Regions from separate parts of the Oryctolagus cuniculus genome. Here region 1 is linked to region 2. Evidence: chromatin contacts called from public Micro-C data. All regions are on one chromosome and are shown on one strand. The core of a region is the stretch at or near the end of the contact, and the rest is flanking DNA. Distances in the headings are between cores, read along the strand shown. Region 1 holds the start of NAT10 (N-acetyltransferase 10). Region 2 holds the start of ABTB2 (ankyrin repeat and BTB domain containing 2).

The links. Hi-C and Micro-C count contacts between places; a contact is called where the count stands out from the background.
Region 1: a Micro-C map of ear pinna shows a contact between it and region 2, with 5 times the contacts expected there. The contact joins the promoter of NAT10 here to the promoter of ABTB2 in region 2. A contact is called at or near these places in 2 of 6 Hi-C or Micro-C datasets (ear pinna and an unstated tissue).

Annotation. Positions count from the first base shown.
Region 1 is chr1:31,865,278-31,869,056 of mOryCun1.1, reverse strand. It overlaps NAT10 (N-acetyltransferase 10), which reads left to right and starts at 2,240. Exons shown (of 29, transcript XM_002709044.5): 1 at 2,240-3,111. It overlaps LOC138849271 (a long non-coding RNA gene), which reads right to left and starts at 2,909. Exons shown (of 2, transcript XR_011387858.1): 1 at 2,785-2,909; 2 at 1-2,247.
Region 2 is chr1:31,649,436-31,653,682 of mOryCun1.1, reverse strand. It overlaps ABTB2 (ankyrin repeat and BTB domain containing 2), which reads right to left and starts at 1,731. Exons shown (of 17, transcript XM_008269616.4): 1 at 440-1,731. The coding sequence starts at 1,325.

The DNA.
Region 1 (3,779 bases), core at 991-3,490, 210 kb before region 2:
AACTGAGGTGCTCATTTGATAACCAGTTCATAAAATGCAGAAGGTAGTTGAGCGGTTGGCTTTCTGTTTTAGGAAGTCTGTGTTTCGCTCATATTTTCAATAATATATCTGATAAGGAGAAAGGGGATGCAGGTAAGCACTGAATTCAAACCCTTCATTTTAACTTTTAGCTCCTGAATCTGCATCCTATTGAAGTTCTTATTAAAGCATTTTGAGTTTTATTGACTAAGTTACATTTGAAAAAATCAGTATTACTCTTTGAGCTCTTGTTCCTTTTTATGGAGGAAAGTGAAAGTGAATTGTTAAGGCTCAACTCTAGTTTTTCCTATTCTGAATTCTACAAACATTGGAAAAGATTAGTGAATGTTTCAAATTCCAGTAGATTAAATTATATGAAAACCTGATTCTTTGTTGTCCTTGAGCGAAGTCTGCTTCAGTTCTATGTACCATCCAGGGAAGCTCAAGTAAAGACATGCCACTTAGGAAAAGGCTTGACTCTGGTAGTTTCATCTTCTAAGAAGGCTTGAGTGTGTTTTCTCAGTCTGTACTATTAGCATACCCTACTTTAACAAGGTGCTAATGAAGCCTAATTTTGTGCAACAGGCTGGATCTTTGTCCAGTGCAAGACCAGCAGTTTGTCTCTGGTCTAGTTAAGAGAGAGTTTTTAGCTTACTGTTTTGTTACCTTTCTTGAAGTACCATCTTTCCGTTTGGGAGACACTTAAGCCACTGAACTAAGGCTTCATTCAGCAAATTAGCTGGCATCATGCCAAAATACTAGGCATTCAGTGGTGACAAAAATCATTGTCGTTCCTGCTTTCATTGAGCATAGCAAATGCTGTGATGGAGCAGTGCAGTTGGTGGTAAGGACTATGACTGATGGGATATGAACACGATCAGGAAAGGCTTCATTGGAAGGAATAATTGCACTAAGGTTTGAAGGATGTGAAGTAAACTAGGCAGGTAAGAGAAGAGCATATTCAAAGACCTGATCACTAAGGAAACTGCTTGAAGTGGAAACAGCAAGGTTTAGTAGAGTGGAGAAACTGGTAAGGGCTAACTGGGTAGCTTTGTAGTTCTACTCCATGTTAAGTTTTGTCTCTTCAGAACAGTTAGAAACTTGGTTTTTAAGCTGTGTGTGTACTGTTTGGAGTGAGGGGATGGAAGTAACCTATTGCCATTTAAAGAACATTGAATGCAGAATAAAATGTATGGAGCAAGAGATAGAGGAGGCTTATTAGAGTAGCCCGCATGAGTCATGATTATAACATACAGGTGGGTGGTGGTGGTGAATGGGATCTGTACATTTCCTTTCACTAGCCACTCCCTCAGTTATCCTTTGCCAGTTTCTCCAGGTTTTGGTTGTCAGACTTGATTTCTAGCTGTAGTCTTCCATAGATGATCTGCCCAATCCCATGATTTTGAGTATGTTCAGTGTTTTCAGTCTCCCCTAAATATTTCTAGGCCCCAGACCCCTCAAGTGCCAACACCTGGATTCCAGATCAACCTCTTGATGATGCTGCACCAGCTGCTTTTCATTCAAATCTTTGCTGGGGACAGGCCCTTTGGGGTACCATCTGATTTCCTTTCATACCCTGTAATCCTTCAGCAAATGCATGTGGTTCTACCCTGAACTCTGTCTTGCCATCTAGAACTTGGGACCACCACCACTACAACATGATAAAACAGGCAACTACAGTACCCTGTGATGGTTCTTCATGCTTGAACCCATGGTACAGATTTTGCACACCAGCCAGAGGAACCTTTTAAAAGACAGCAAATCGGGTTTTGTTACTCTTCTATCGCTCAAACTCCAGTGGTTTCCTATCAAAACTAAAGTTAGAAGTTTGGTCTGCATGTCCAGCATTATCTGGCCTGCTTTCCCACTGTGTTCTAGCCACACTGATTTGCCAAGTGTCTTACCATCTTGGAGCCTTTGCATATCTTTGGCGTGAGAAGGCTTTTAACTCAAATATCCTCAGGTTTCATTCTGGTCACAGCTCTTGCTCCAGTGCCACCACCTCACCTGCTTTTCCAGTCCACTCCTGGATACATTTAATCGCTCTTTGTGCACTGGCCTTTTCCTTAATAGCATTTAAAACTTACCCAGAATTACATAGGCTTCACTAGGAGCCGCAACATTTCGGTGACTCCTTGTGAACTCAGTGTAGCGTCTGGCATATTGACATTGAGTTGGAAGAGAACGTGATAACCGGTGTTGGACTAGATGGGTGGTGATAGAATCGAACTGTATTTGGGGAAGGGAAAATGAATTTGTCTTGGACATTCAGTTGTTAGTATCCAAGAAATGTAAAACATTTGAATCCCTAAAACAACGCAAAAATATAGATAACCCTTGTTAGGCGCTTGAGCGAATTCTCCCGGGAGATGGAGAGGACACAGCTGAAGAGAGCGTCCCAGGGCTGGTTTACCGAAGACCTTCAACCTTCCACGACCAGATAAAGGTCTAAAGGGGAATCCTCAAAGTACGACGACCGCCGTGGTGGGCAGAAAACGTACAGAATTCCAGACAGCTCCACAGGTTCAGTCCTGCGGGGATGGAGGGTCTAACGGTGAATAAAGCAGGCGTACTGGCTAAGCGGCCTCATCGTGTCCCGTTAAAATGTTTACATAAGGTGAATAAAGCTCGAGCGCATTCCAGAGCCATCTCGCAAAAACCAGGCTAACAAACCCCTGTCGTACCAGCATTGCGCTGCACCGGACCTACCCCCGGCACAATGGCTGGTGGCCTGGTGCTGACGGCTATATCTATATAAATACATGCCTGCTTAGCCCTTAGTGGCTGGAGCAAAGTCGCACCCCTCACCACAGCTACCGCTAGGACCGACTAGGGCACAGCTCAAGTTTAGGCAGGGGCTCCGCCTCCCTGTCCTGTGACGTCATTGGTACGCGACCGCATTAACGAAGGCCCCTTCGCTTGCCGTCGCATATACTGCCCTCGCGCACGCGCAGGCTGTCAGAGCCTATGCGGGACGAGAGGTGGCGGCCAGGCATCAGCCGAGGCAGCCTGAAGCGCCCGCCTCTCGTGGAGTTCCTTGCTTCCCCCACGTGCTTCTGCCGCCGGCAGGGATCGGCCGGGTTCGGGGCTCAGGTACCCATCGCTGGAGGGCTGGGGGTGGGTGTCAAGCTCCGCGTCCGTGTCCTCGCCATACTGGGAGGGGGTCGGCCCCAGGACCAACGTGCGGCATCGAGGCAGACACCCGGCCAGAGCGACTGGCCCTCGCTGGGCGTTCCTGGGTAGCCAGAGTCCTTTCCGTACTCGGGCGGGCTCTGGGGACCCCTGGCAGGGGGTCGTGGCGAATGGGTGCATGGCAACACTTGAGATTCTCGGAGCTGGCTCACACTTGGCCAGTTCTGCTCTGGGCTTTGAACTGAGGCGCGGTGATCCCAGGTCCTCCCTCGCTCCTACTTACCTCACTGTGCACGTTCGTTTCTACTTTTTATTCAGCCACGTGCAGGACTTGGTTTTGTTTGCCACGCACCTGGGTGGTGCTTGGCGCACAAATGCTGTGTGCAGTTAGGCGAATAAATAAGTGAGTAAAAAAATAAGCATCAAGGCCCTCCTCGTCCATTAGTCCTCCCTTGGCAACTTCGGCGTACGGTAATCTTAGAGCTCTATCAGATCCCTTATAGTAGCTATTATTTTACACCTAATTTTTACATCTAGTCTTTCCTTTTTTTTTTTTTTTTAAGATTTATTTATTTATTTGAAAGTCAGAGAGTTATACAGAGAGAGAGAAGGAGAGGCAGAGAGAGAGA
Region 2 (4,247 bases), core at 482-2,981:
TCTGCCCACCCCGCTCTCCCAAGACCAAAGTTTCAGAGCACTGGCCCTTTGGCTGTTAATACTGAGCTGCCCAAACCCAGGGACAGAACCACAGTCTCCCTGCCCCGTTGCTGGGGGCGGGATGATCAACTAGACAGCAAATTAAATAAGGCAAACAGTGGCAGGGCCGGAGGTTCCACTTCATGGGGAGTTCAGGAATGGCTTGGTCAAGAGGCTCACTTTTACCCTACCAGCGCACGTCTCCCCCCTCTGCCCGACAGTCACGATGCCACAATCGACCACAACTTCACCCCTCAAAAGTCAGCGGCGTGACACAACTTCAGGCAAGAGCCGGCCAATGACTTCCACCCGTGGACCCGACGCTTTCGCCCAAAATGCCGGCGCAGGCGCGAGGCTCCCTGTCCCACCTGTCGGGGGCTCGAGGCCGGCGCGCGCTTACCATTGGCGTTCTTGCCGCAGATGAGGTGCTCATAGGGCTGCAGGACGCCCCAGAGCTCGGCGTCGTTGTTGATCAGCATCTCCAGGGCCTCGGCGGACACCTCGCCGCCTCCCGCGCCTCCGCCGCCGTCGGGGCTCTGGCTGGCCACCACCCTGGCCCGGATCTCCTCCACCAGGTTCTCCATGCACGCGGTGAGCGAGATGGCTGCGTACTCGTGGATGCGCACGGAGATGCGAGTGTCCACCATCCAGCGGAAGAAGCGGCCCACGGAGAAGGTGAGGCCGCAGCGCGCGGACTTGCCCCGGCGCAGCCCGTCGCCCGCGCTCATGCTGTACAGGGACAGCGCCTTGACGGCCGCCAGCGCGCAGCTCTCAGCCAGCGCCCAGCTGTGCACCAGGCGCACGGCGCTCTGCACCTCGAAGCGGGTGCACTTGGCGTGCAGCACGCTCAGCCGCTGCGCCTCGCGGGCCACGCGGATGAGCGCCCGGCGGAGCAGCCCCGCCAGGCGCCTCACCGCCTCGGCCGAGAAGGCGGGCAGCCGTCGGCCGCCGGCGCCTTTCCGAAGCACCCGGGCCACGTCCCCCTCGGTCCAGGGGAACTCCTCCAGCTCGGGCAGCCGCGGGCAGCGCGAGAAGAGCTCGGCCACCTCGGGGTCCTCGGGCAGCACCGTGTTCACCGTGTCCCAGCTGTTGTGGCGGCTGTTCATGGAGCCGGAGTAGCACCACCAGGCCGCCCCGCGGTGCTGCTGCGCCGAGGAGTTGAGCGCCTGCGAGTTGGACTTGGAGGACGAGAGGCTGAGCGAGCGGCACGAGTCCCCGGCCCCATACCCGGAGTCCAAGGTCAAGTCCTCCAGCGTCTTCAGAGTGGAGCTGTACGTCCCGGCCATGGGGAGCCTGCCGGTGTGTGTGGGGTGGCCTCGCCGAGCGAGGGGCGCTCACAGCGCCATGCCCCCTTTCCCAAGTGCTCAGAAAGCAGCTCTAGGCTCTCCGGGACGCCGCGGGGCTCGGCGGCCGCATCGCCCGCCGGGCGGCAGCGGGGAAGACGGTGGCGAGACTCGCGGCGAGCCGGAGTCCTGGCGCGCTCAGGGATCCGGAGCGAAGCTGTCACCGGCCCGGCCCCCGGCAGCTCCCGCGCGGTACGGCCCCTGCCGCCCCTGGGCTTCCCTCAAGTAGGGCGTGAGTCCGCGGCCGAGGAGCAATCGGGAGAGCGCAGGGCGGCGGCGGCGCGGGGGCCAGCGCGCAGCGCCAGTCCGGGGCCAGCCGGCGAGAAGGCGCTCGGCAAACTTCTGCGCCGCGCCGGCCGCCCGCACAGCTGGGGACCCCGAGGCGGCCCGCATGCAAATAATCCCGGGCGGCCCACCAATCATCGGCCGCGCCGGCCAGGGGCCTGGCCCAATGGGTGGCGAGAGGGGCGGTCACTATGCAGATTTCGCGCCGCCGCCGGTGGAGCCCCGCCGCGGCGCAGGCGGGGCTGGAGGCCGAGGGTCGCGCGGCGCGGGCGGGATGGCGGTGGAGGAGGGGGAAGAGCGAGCGAGGAGACCAGGAGAGGAGCTGTCGGTGCACAGACAGAGAGGACCAGCGGCCGTGCGCCGAGCCCTTCCCGCGTTTGTAGGGAGAAGGGACGCCCCTCTGGGCTCTGGCAGCACGAGACCCCTTCTCGACCCAGGAGCCGGCGGAGGGGCCTGGGGTCTTCCGCGACCCCGCAGCCGGTTTTCCGAGGGCTTGGCTGGGGAGAGGGTCCCAACGTCGGGGTCTCACGGGATCCACGCCTTCCCGGGTGCCTGGCTGCGGGGCGGAGCCTTGTCGCGCGAGTGCGGGAGTTGGGGGCAGGTGTACTGCCCAAAGAGCAACAGCAGCCGAACCCGAGGTTTCCTTCGGGGGCCCGCGCCTGGAGCCCCCCGCCCGCGAGCAGGCGTGAGCCGCGGCTCTCCACGGCCTTGCCCACGCACGCGGGCGCCGCTGCACCTGTGACCCCTGCAGGGGCGCCCGCCGGGCAGCGGCCTCCAGCACTCAGCGGCTCCTCGGTGCTGTGTGCAGGGGTGTGACCGTTGGCCCGGGCTGGGTGCGCACTCGCCACGTCCGCCCCCTGCAGCTCCTCCCGGCCTGGCAGTGTCGCCGTCCCGCGGGTCTGTCTGCGCTATCGCCGCCCGCTGGCCACGGCGGGGCCCGCGGAGGAACTAGGGTGAGACAAGTCGGCGGCGATCAGACGAACCGAGGACGCGGTCGCGACTTACACAAGTGAGATCGGAAGTCCCGGCGGCTCAGGAGGCTCCAAAACACTGCCACGAGTGTGATAGCCGGGACGATGCGAGTGTCATCCTACGGGGAATGTCGCCCTCTACTGGGTGTCTCATGGAAGTACATGTTAGAAATGCTTTGCTCTCCGTTTTTCATCCTGGGTGCGCCCTGCAAAAGCAAGGCGAATATCGCATGCTAACCCAGGATTTAAAAATAAACCTAAAATAAAAAGGAAGCGCATCTGGGAACTTACAAAGGGGAGCTTACTGAGCGGAAAGGTTATTTGGGGAAATTAACTGGAGTGTTTCTTTGGGGAAAAGAGCCTTTGGGATTTACAGCAAGTATGTTTTTAACATTTATAACGTAGACAGCAGTATATTCAAATTACTTAACGCCTTGCGGTGTAAAGATAAGCAAGCGTGCCAAGTCAGATCTCAGAACCCTGTGATGTGAAATTCCCCCGCCAGGATATATACTCGTTCTCAAAACGTGGAGACGCAGCTGCAGCTCTTCCACAGAGAAACTGCACGGAGAGCAGGGGCAGAAGAACCCGATAAATGAAAAGACTTTAAAGAGACACTAACCAGTCCCGAGGTGTGGCATTTATTTCTATTTCGGTTTTTTAATTCAATAAATATTTAACATTATGAAACCTTTGGAAATCAAAACACTGTTACATCAGTGTCACTCTTGTGATGTGGCAAAGGGAGTGTGGTTATGTTTACTAAATATTCTGTGTGCTGAGAGACACAGTGAAATGGGTGGTTTGTAACCCTGAAGGTGGAGGAGTGTCTTCCCAGGGAGAAAGAAGAAAAACGCTGATGGGGAGAAGGGGGGGCCGCAAGGGTATGACAGGCTCCAGCAGTCCTGCAACGTTCATCCTAAGTCCTCTGGTGGACTTGAGGACCAGAGCTCCCAAGTACAGCCCCAGCGTGTGTCTGCGTTTTTGTTTTGTGTGACGTGGGAGCCAGAAGAGGAGGCGTAGAGGTAGAGATGGAAGAAAAGGTGGATCCGGCTGTCCTGGTAGTGAATCCGCTGAGTGATGGAAGATAATTCGGGGGTGTGTAGGGGGAGGTTGTTGGCAAGTATGGTTTGGATCAAGGAAAGAAAGGACAGAGCTGCTGCTCTCTAAAGGTTTGTTTATTGAGATTGAGATCTTTCATCCACTGGCTCACTCCCCAAATGGCCGCAAGGGTGGGAGCTGGGCTGAAGCCAGGAGCCAGGAGCCAGGAGCTGCTTCTGGGCCTCCCATGCAGGTGCAAGGGCCCAAGCCCTTGGGCCATCCTCTACTGCTTTCCCAAGTGCATTGGCAGGGAGCTGGATTGGAAATGGAGCAGCCAGGACTCGAAACGGCACCTATATGGGATGCCGGCACCGCTAGCTATGGTTTTACCTATTCCACCACAGTGCCAGCCTCAGGCTGAAGCTTATATATGTGTGATATATGTGTGAGGAGGATATATGTGTGAGTTGATTGCAATCTGGTGGCCGTGTGTTTAGTTTTAGGGATGCAGATTATATTCAGAGAGGAGAAAATGTCCTCCCAACTCAGGCCTTGCCCAAACATAATC